Linked DNA regions of Sus scrofa: region 2 is linked to region 1. Evidence: chromatin contacts called from public HiChIP or PLAC-seq data. All regions are on one chromosome and are shown on one strand. The core of a region is the stretch at or near the end of the contact, and the rest is flanking DNA. Distances in the headings are between cores, read along the strand shown.

Region 1 (4,892 bases), core at 1,353-3,852:
ATCCAATTCATCCCCAAATGCGTGGTTCTTCTGAAATTGTAGCTTCGTCTCCTCGGAAGGGGTCTAGCTAGATTCCTGGGTCAGTAGCCACGGGAGGGGCATGTTCGGGGTCCTAGCTCAGCCTTTTCAGGGTCAGTGTAGACACCTGCCCAGCGCCTCCCCGCCCCTGCCCTGCAGGTCACCTTGATGTGTCTGCTATTTGAACACCTCTGAAGAAAATGTGCTTTAGGTCACTGGGTGTCCATCCAAATGAGAAAATCCTCCCTTTGCCCAAACTACTCATTACGTTGTTTGAAAAAGTTTTTATGACCTAACCATCTGAAAAGCATTAAAATAAATGAAAATTAATTCATTAGTTAATTAAAATAAATAAAACCACAATATTCTGCTGCAGTTGTACACATCACAGATGTACATGCCCAGATCAAAGACAGTTGTAAAATCTGATTTAGTTCAATCCAAGCAGAACAGGTGTGTGAGTGTGTGAGAGAGAGAGACAGAAAATGGAGTTATCAAAGATTGCTGGAGGTATCTAAATGTCAAAGACCAGAAGGTCAGCAAAACCCAGTTTATGGGACATTGTCATCAATTGCTGAACATGTTAAAAATGTAAACACACACACACACACACACATACACAAAGATGAACACCAGGAGTTCCCACTGTGGCTCAGGGTTAAGAACCTGATATACTGTCCTTTGGATCCCTGACCTTTCTTAGTGTTTAAGGATCCAGTGTTGCCTCCAGCAGCAGTGTAGGTCACAGATGTGGCTCGGATCTGGGGTTTCTGTGGCTGTGGCAGAGGTCTTAGCTGCAGCTCTGATTCTATCCTAGCCCAGAAACTTCCAAATGCCCGCAGGTGCAGCTGTTAAAAAAAAAAAAAAAAAAGGTAAACAGCAGGAGTTCCCGTCGTGGCGCAGTGGTTAACGAATTTGACTAGGAACCATGAGGTTGCGGGTTCGGTCCCTGGCCTTGCTCAGTGGGTTAAGGATCCGGCGTTGCCATGAGCTGTGGATCCCGCGTTGCTGCGGCTCTGGTATAGGCCGGCAGCTACAGCTCCAATTAGAATCCCTAGCCTGGGAACCTCCTATATGCCACGGGAGCGGCTCAAGAAAAAGGCAAAAAAAAAAAAAAAAAAAAAAAGTGAACATCAGAACACCAGACTGCTGGGATATAGAAGAGAAGAGGAGGGATTTGGCCCAGCAGGTAATAGGAACAAAGAGCAGTGGTCTGGCCTACTGGAAGGAGATCGCTGGCAAATTGTATGGATGATTCAAAAGACGGGCAGACTCTCCAGACCAAGATCAAGCGATGGAATAACATGGACACAAACTGGACTTTTCTGAGAAAAGTCAAGAGCTGAAGAGACAAAACAGGATCTCCGTGCCCCTGGGGTGTGGGATCTGGCCGTGGATGCAGGAGGGCCAGGCTGCCTGTGAGGGTGAGAGTGTGCCTGTGTGTGTGTGTGGGGGGGGGTAATAACATTTAAGTGGAACCACAAGGAAATGAAAGCACCTCTCAGCTCCACTTATCTCTTCCTTTGCAATCTTGGCATCATTGCTGGTGCCCAGTGGCTCAAGTTTTCCCAGCCCTGGCTAAGAACACGATTCTTCAAAGTTTTCTGCTTCAGCATATCAGGCAGGGAACCTGCTGGGCAGAGTTCACGGCACAGAATTTTGTGATGATCGGCTGCATGGAAGCTGGGCTCACCAGCCTTCTCATTTTGACCTGACCTCTTTCTGACTGGACCTCTGACCCCACTAAGAGCAAAAGATGGTTAGGTTTCCTCAGGAGTGAGAACATTTGGCTTAATTCTCAGGAGGCCTGCAGCAGGGTGACTCTGGCATGACCAGCACCTCTGGAGTGTGGATGGTGCACAGGAGGCCCTGTGTTGGGTGGGATGGGGGCGGGGGGGTCCCTACAGCTCCTGAAAAAGATTTCCTGAGTGACACTGCTACCAGGCTGTGTGTGAGAAGGGCTGAGTGCAGGCTAAAAGCCAAACGCTCTCCTGGTAAGGAGGTGGGGTGGTCCCCCCTCCCTGGCTGTCATGTATAGTGTAACAGACCAGACTGTCTTCACATGACCTTGACTGGCCTGGACAATGGGCTGGCTAGGAGTGGCCTCCTCCCTTCTTTCAGTGCCAGGAGCCACACCCAAGTTCAGCTTCTTGCTGGAATGGGGGCTATTCTGTGCCCCCCTTCCAGGCTAGTTGGGGGCACAGTACTATCCCCAAGGCCTGAGGCATCTGGTTCCTGGCATGCTGGCACCCCAAATCCAGACTGTGGTGCCAAGCAGCCTGTGTTGCCTGACTGACAAGGCTGCTTTCTCATGCCAGCTCCACACGGACGCAGGGTGATGACAGGAAGGGCCTCCAGCTGGAAGCTGCCCCTAGCCCGGCTCGCTGACACTGGATGAGACCCAGCTCAGGGCCACGGCTGCCTCTCTTACTGACCTTGTTTTCCCCTTCCCTGGCAAAGCTGGGAGTCCCACAAGTTAACTCAGATCTGACACTTGACTTCCGTCACTGAAGAACCGCCCCCCACCCCCAACTCCTGTTGCAAGTCCAGATGCTTCTTACAGACCGGCTATAGAGCTGAGGTTCCAACAACCCCTTCCTCATTCCTCTGGTTTGGTTAATTGAACTTCTGCATGTTCAGGGGACTAGATTACCAGTTTCGTTTTTGTTTTTGGCCACCCCGTGGCATATGGAGAGTCCGGGCCAGTGATCAGATCCAAGCCACAGTTGTGACCTAAGGAGCCAGCTCACAGCAACGCTGGATCCTTAACCCACCAAGTGAAGCCAAGGATGGAATTCACATCCTCATGGATACTCGTCTGGTTCGTTACTGCCACCGTGGGACCTTCCTACATTATTTATTTTTTATGTCTCTTGGAAGCCTTGTAACTTGCCTGTGTCTGTTCGTTGTTGGTACGGCGAGTCCTCTTCTAGTGAGAGGGCTGCTGAATGGACCTATACTGTTCCTGATCCCCCTCTGTTGACAGGGAGCCTGGAAGTGCTTCTGGTCCCTGGGGAAAGATATTTCTACTGGTAGACGTTATCTGTTAAAAGGGGATGTTTCTGGGGAGTTCCCGTTGTGTGGCGCAGTGGAAAAAAATCTGACTAGTAACCATGAGTTTGCAGATTTGATCTATGATCTTGCTCAGTGGGTTAAGCATCTGGCATTGCCATGAGCTGTGGTGTAGGTCACAGACATGGCTTGGACCCTTCGTTGCTGTGGCTGTGATGCAGGCCGGCAGCTGTAGCTCTGATTCGACCCCTAGCCTGGGAACCTCCATATGCTGCAGGCTCCGCCCTAAAAAGAAAAAAAAAAAAAAGTGGGCTGTTTCTGAGCCTTCTGAATTATTGCCTTTCTCATGCCTGTAGTTCTGTCAGCAGGGTCCCAGGCCTGGGGCTGACTGGTGAGTTTCTAGGGTGGCTGCCCACTCCCACTGTCTTTCAGGTGATCCCAAAAGACACACAACAAAGATTCCTTCACAGGGATCACACTGCCTTTCAGGCTTCAGTATGTTCTGACCCCGGAGGAAGCACATTTCGCCAGCTTCTCCAAAGATTTGAAACGAGTCTTTAGCTCCTTTTATCACCATAACCCTGTAACAAAATGATTTCCTTAGATTAAATTTCGGGGGACATTAAGGTGGGGGCTGGAATTTGCCAGCCCCTCATACTTTGTAGTTAGAAAAGGAGTCCTTGGTATTCCCTGGTGGTTCAGCAGGTTAAGGATCTGGCGTTGTCACTGCTCTGGCTCTGGTTACAGCTGCTGCTTGTGTTAGATCCCTGGCCGGGGGAACTTCTGCATGCCGGGGTGTGCAGCCAAAAAATTAAACAAAATTTGGAGTTCCCGTCGTGGCTCAGTGGTTAACGAATCTGACTGGGAACCATGAGGTTGCGGGTTCGGTCCCTGCCCTTGCTCAGTGGGTTAACGATCCGGTGTTGCCGTGAGCTGTGGCGTAGGTTGCAGACGCCGCTCGGATCCCGCGTTGCTGTGGCTCTGGCGCAGGCCAGTGGCTACAGCTCTGATTCGACCCCTAGCCTGGGAACCTCCATATGCCGCGGGAGCGGCCCAAAGAAATAGCAAAAAGACAAAAAAAAAAAAAAAAAAAAAAAAAAAAAAAAAAATTAAACAAAATTTAAAATAAAAAGGAAAATCACAGATACAATGGATTTATTTGGGGGGGGCACACCTGCAGCATATGAAGGTTCCCAGGCTAGGGGTTGAATCAGAGCTGCAGCTGCCCGCCTAGGTCACAGCCACAGCAACGCCGGATCCTTAACCCAGTGAGCAAGGCCAGGGATGAAACCTGCAACCTCATGGTTCCTAGTTGGATTCGTTTCTGTTGTGCCAAATGGGAACTCCTGAGCAGCTCTTTATTTTATTTTATTTTATTTTATTTTTGCTTTTCAGGGCCGTATCCGCTGCATATGGAGGTTCCCAGGCTAGAGGTCGAATTGGAGCTACAGCTGCTGGCCTACACCACAGCCACAGCCACATGGGATCCACGCTGCGTCTGTAGCCTACACCACAGCTCATGGCAATGCCGGATCCTTAACCCACCGAGCGAGGCCAGAGATTGAACCCGCCGCCTCATGGTTCCTAGTCGGATTAGTTTCCAGTGCACCACAACAGGAACTCTGGAGCAGCTTTTTAAAGTGAGAGTGGACAGCAACAAAGCAGAAAGCTGAAAAGGTTTCAGCGAGTCCCAGGAGAAAAAAAAGAGGAAGGAAATGAGTACTAGAGCCTGTGGGAAGGGGCCAAGGGGTGGGGACAAAGAGGACAGCTAGCCTGACTGGCTGGGAAACTCGGGGCTTGCCAGAACAACTGCCCTGGTACTTTGATTCCTTGACATGCTGACCCTTTTCCTTGCCCACAAA
Region 2 (4,534 bases), core at 1,021-3,520, 500 kb before region 1:
ACTAGGGGGTCGGTGGCCCTCTGGGACTCGAATACCTGAGTGGCCCCTGGTGGGGGGCATTGTCATTCCGACGGGCGATCGCTGGCCTAGGCCCTCCTCCCTGCTCCCCTCTCCCCACCCGGCCTTATCTCTGAGGTCCTGATGGCGGGAAATCCTGCTGCTGGGATCTGGACAGCCTTAGAGCATCTCGGGTGGGTCTTGAGGGGTAGAGGGTGAGCCTGTGAGCAAAGAAAACCAAAGGCTTGCTTTGCTGGCAGCCGCCAGGGACTTCTGCCGGAAGCAGTGGAGCTCCATGTGGGCAGTGCCAGGCAGGAGCTGCGGACAGCCAGGTTTCTGGGTCACCATCCAGGGTGCCCTGCCAGTTCCCAGGCTTTGGGAGTGGGGTGGAGTGAGGGCGGGTCTGCATCTGTAGCCCAGACCCCCGCTGCCTCCTTTGTCTGGGTACTTCTGGGCCCTGCTCCCATCCCCCCTTCCAGCCTTGCTGAGGCCTCAGGAGCCCCAGAGGCCCTGGGGAACTGGCTGCTTGTTGATCCTCCCCTTGGCTTGTGGATCTCCTGCCCTGGAGGGGGGTGTCAAGGTGATCCCCAACCCTTCCTGTCTCTCTCCTCCACCTCTGCTCCCTGGGCTCTGCCCACAGTTCCTATGCATCCCTTTTTTTCTGGCAGTTTTGCTCTTAGTGGGAGGGGAATTTGGGGGAACAGGATGGCTTTTGAGGGCAGAAATCCTTGTTTCTAAAGAAGGAATTCATCTTTCCAGGATGGTGAGGCTGCTACCTTGGTGCCTCACCCTCTCGGCTTTGGCCTGATCCAGCTTAAGTTGATGGCTTGTTTCCCCTATAATACTTTTCTTTCAAGAGCTCAAGTACACATCACACAGGAAGTGAAATTGAGGTTCAGAGATGTAATGTATCTTGCTGTGGCAAGGGGTAGAAATGGATAAAAGATGGAGGGTCTAGGGGATGGGTAGGGGGCTAGACTGCCTTTGGTGCCCATTAAGTATTAGGAGTACAGGGGATGTGATTCTGAGGTTGGGAGGCCGGGCACTGGCCATGGCTACGGACAGCTGGAGGGGGTGGGAACAAAAATAACAGCTAATGAGTATGACTTACTGCAATCTACACAGGTGCAATCGTGTCCCCATTTCATAGATGAGGAAATTGGGGCTCATCTATGAGGTCAGGGACTTGCCAAGGCCAGGGGAAGAGCCAGGATTCAGAATATCTGCAGTCTCACTTTGCTGAATCCTGCCCCACCCCACTGGGCTCACCCCACCCACTACCCTGCTCTACTTTTTAAAATTCTATAGCCCTAACCCCTAGACTCTGCTGCCCACCACGTTGCCACTTGGCACAGGTGGCAGCTGAGCACTTGAACTGTAGTGAGTCTGAATTTAGATGTGCTAGAAGTACTATAACATCTTCACTGGCTTTCCAAGCCTAAGCATTTTTTAAAATGTCAAAATACTAATATTCTATATATGATAATATTTGGGTATATTGGTTTAAATGAGATCTATTATTAAAATTAATTTCATGTGTTTCTTTTTACCGTCCTAATAGCTCGCATTGCATGTGTGCCTCCCATTCTGTTTCTGTTGGACAGCGGCTGGTCTAGATCATTTGCTTATTTATTATTTATTGTCTCCCCACCCCACACCCAGAATGTCAGCTCTTGGAGGGCAGGAGTTGACATATTTTGCTCGCTGTCCTGTTTTGTTCATGGTTGTATTTCAGGTTTTCAGAGCCTGGCACTGCTGTCTATTATACGTGTTCGATAAATATTTGTTTAATTGAATGAAGCCCATCTGATTCCAGGTCAGTCTGAGGGATACCAGGGAGGGGATCTCTCATCCCTACAGGACCCCAGGTTGCCTGTCTCCTTCTAGCACCCCCAGGGCTCCGCAAGGTGAGGGTCCACCCCCAAGGGGTCCTTCTCCACACCCTGCCCCCCACTACCTGTGGGCAAATGGTCTGGGGGTCTGGCTGCAGGTGAGCTGTGCTGGAAGCTAGGAGAGGGACCACCCTGTGGAGGGGACAGACTGGAAGAGCCGCTGAGACCCTGATGCTGGCGGCCGGCTGCCCGGCCGCCGGCTGCCCACCCTCCGGAGTCGCGGGGCCGACACCTGGGAGCCGCGCGGGGCGGGTCCTGCGCCTCGGTGGGCTGGCGGTGTGCGCGTTGTCGTCTGCGGGGAGGGTGTGGGGGTGTGTCCGGCTCGGGCTCACACAAGGTCACTGTGTCAAAGGAGCGTTCGGAACACTTTCTCTTTCCCTGCGATTCGACTGCGGCTCCGAAAGCCCCTTCCGTAGGGACTTCCCTCCGCGCCTGACTCACGCTGCCTCATGCGTGTGACTCAGGCCGGGCGCCCCGCCAGCCCTGCGCTCCCCGCCCCCGGCCCTGCCACCGCGCCTGCCGCAGGGGCGGAGGGACTGGCGGCGACAGGGGCGGGGCGTGCGGGGACGGGGTGGACGGGCAGAGAGCTCGGGAGACAGGCTCTGGCGGCGGGGGGGCGGGGGCGAGGGGCACGGGGTACAGTCTGGAGAAGAGTTGCCGACAAACAGCCCCGGCGGGAGGGATGAAAGTCAGGGCCCGCTGTCGCAGAGGCTGCAAGAGGGAGAGAGGAGACAGGATGGGAGGAGAGGTGCATAACGCGGAGAAGGACACGGAGACGGGAAAGAGCGAGCCAAAAGCCTTCCCGGAGGCCCAGGATAACCGACCGAAGGTGGGAGGATGGACAGGTGATAAGGGAGGAGGCGGGGGAGGCCGGAGCGCTTGGGTCCTGCCTCCCCTGGGTCCCGCCGACGCCCAGGCTGGTGGCCTCTCCTGGGAGGCTGGGCCGGGGGACCGCTGCCTCGAGCCTTGGAGCCTTGTTCTTCTCTCCCAGCTCCACCTTGTCAGCTGTGTGACAGCCAGCACGTTACTCCCTGTCTCTGGGCCTCGGACTTCTGATCTGCCAAATGGGAGTCTGCAGTCGTGCAGCATAATCTTGTCTCCCCGAGCTTGCTCTTCCTCCCTCCCCTCCCCACCTGGCCCTGGGCCCTCTCGGGGTGGCTTTCTGCTGGGCAGGACTGCTTGCAGGGGATCTGAGAGAAGCCGGGGTTCTCCTTCTGTCCTGACCCTCTTTTGGCCCCTGGTCTGGCTGTAGCTCCAGGAGTGTCACCTCTACCCCTGGCCCTTTCAGCCTTGGGAGTCACAACTACCTGCCATTGCTGGTCCCAGGGCCACACCACCCTTCACTGAGCCCCTTCACCCCACCAGAACCCCTGTAAAGAGTCCCTCCTCTATAGCGCCTTGAAGCCCTTGAGTTGAGTCCCATATCCTGGCAGGGCCCGGACTGCTGCACTGCAGGGGCGGACACTCAAGCAGCTCAGCACTGGCACCCAGTAATTCAGAGCTCCTACCATTATCCTGCTCCTTCCTTCCGAAGGTAGGAGATGGTAACTCTCAGCAGAGTGATATACAACGTAAAAAGCACTCGGATGCCTGTTCGCTCTTTAAATCATCACAGTGAATTTGTGAAGCAGGTACAGGTGTGGGATTATTAGCTTCATTTGATGAGAAACATTTATTTTTTCTTTTCTTCCTTTTTTTTTTTTTTTTTTTTTTGTCTTTTTGCCTCTTCTAGGGCCGCTTCTGCGGCATATGGAGGTTCCCAGGCTAGGGGTCCAACTGGAGCTGTAGCCACCAGCCTACGCTTGAGCCACAGCAACTCGGGATCCAAGCCGTGTCTGCAGTCTACACCACAGCTCACAGCAACGCCGGATCCTTAGCCCACTGAGCAAGGCCAGGGATCAAACCCGCAACCTCATTGTTCCTAGTCGGATTCATTAACCACTGCACCACGACAGGAACTCTTCTTTTCTTTTCTTTCTTTTTTGATGATGAGAAACATTTAGCTCACGAGTTTAAGAAGCAGCACGATGGGAGTTCCCATTGTGGAGCAGCGGAAATGAATCTGGCTAGTATCCATGAGGACACAGGTTTGATCCCTGGCCTCACTCACTGGGTTAAGGACCCAGCGTTGCCATGAGCTGTGGTATAGGTCATAGACGTGGCTCCAATCCTGCGTTGCTGTGGCTCTGGTATAGGCTGGCAGCTGTAGGTCCAATTCAACCCCTAGCCTGGGGACCTCCTTGTGCCATGGGTGTGGCCCTAAAAAATACCCCCCTCAAAAAAGCAAGGGAGATACACTGCTTTTCTCCTCCAATGGCAAAGAGCTTTAAAGTGATATGAGAGTTCCAATGCTGACAGCATTTCAGTACACCGAGCACACTCACATGTACCTGAGGGGATGGAGTTGGTCTGACCTTTGTGAAAAGCAGCTGAGCCGTGTGTAGTGCTTGTGGAGGGTTCAGCCCTTTGACCTTCTAATCCCATTTCTAGGAATCTTGCCTCTGACATAATTAGAAAAGAGGTCAGAAATTTATGTCCCAGAATCTGAAATTCATTCTGTCATTAATAATAATAGTGGAATTCCCATCATGGCTCAGCAGTTAACGAATCTGACTAGCATCCATGAAGATGCAGGTTCGATCCCT

What was found. HiChIP or PLAC-seq counts read pairs in DNA pulled down with a chosen protein or histone mark.
Region 2: a contact with region 1 is called in an H3K27ac HiChIP or PLAC-seq map of alveolar macrophages. The contact joins two enhancer-like sites. A contact is called at or near these places in 1 of 47 Hi-C or Micro-C datasets (embryonic fibroblasts) and 1 of 2 datasets of contacts at active chromatin or transcription factors (alveolar macrophages).

The regions. Positions count from the first base shown.
Region 1 is chr7:29,802,506-29,807,397 of Sscrofa11.1, reverse strand. No RefSeq gene overlaps it. Among named protein-coding and RNA genes, the nearest start is that of BAK1, 10 kb to the left of the region's middle. Within about 2 kb of position 2,602, at least 11 of the 83 cell types and tissues checked have an H3K27ac peak or open chromatin away from gene starts, as enhancers often do. A contact at or near this core is called in alveolar macrophages, where this site is marked.
Region 2 is chr7:30,305,812-30,310,345 of Sscrofa11.1, reverse strand. No RefSeq gene overlaps it. Among named protein-coding and RNA genes, the nearest start is that of HMGA1, 12 kb to the left of the region's middle. Within about 2 kb of position 2,270, at least 62 of the 83 cell types and tissues checked have an H3K27ac peak or open chromatin away from gene starts, as enhancers often do. A contact at or near this core is called in alveolar macrophages, where this site is marked.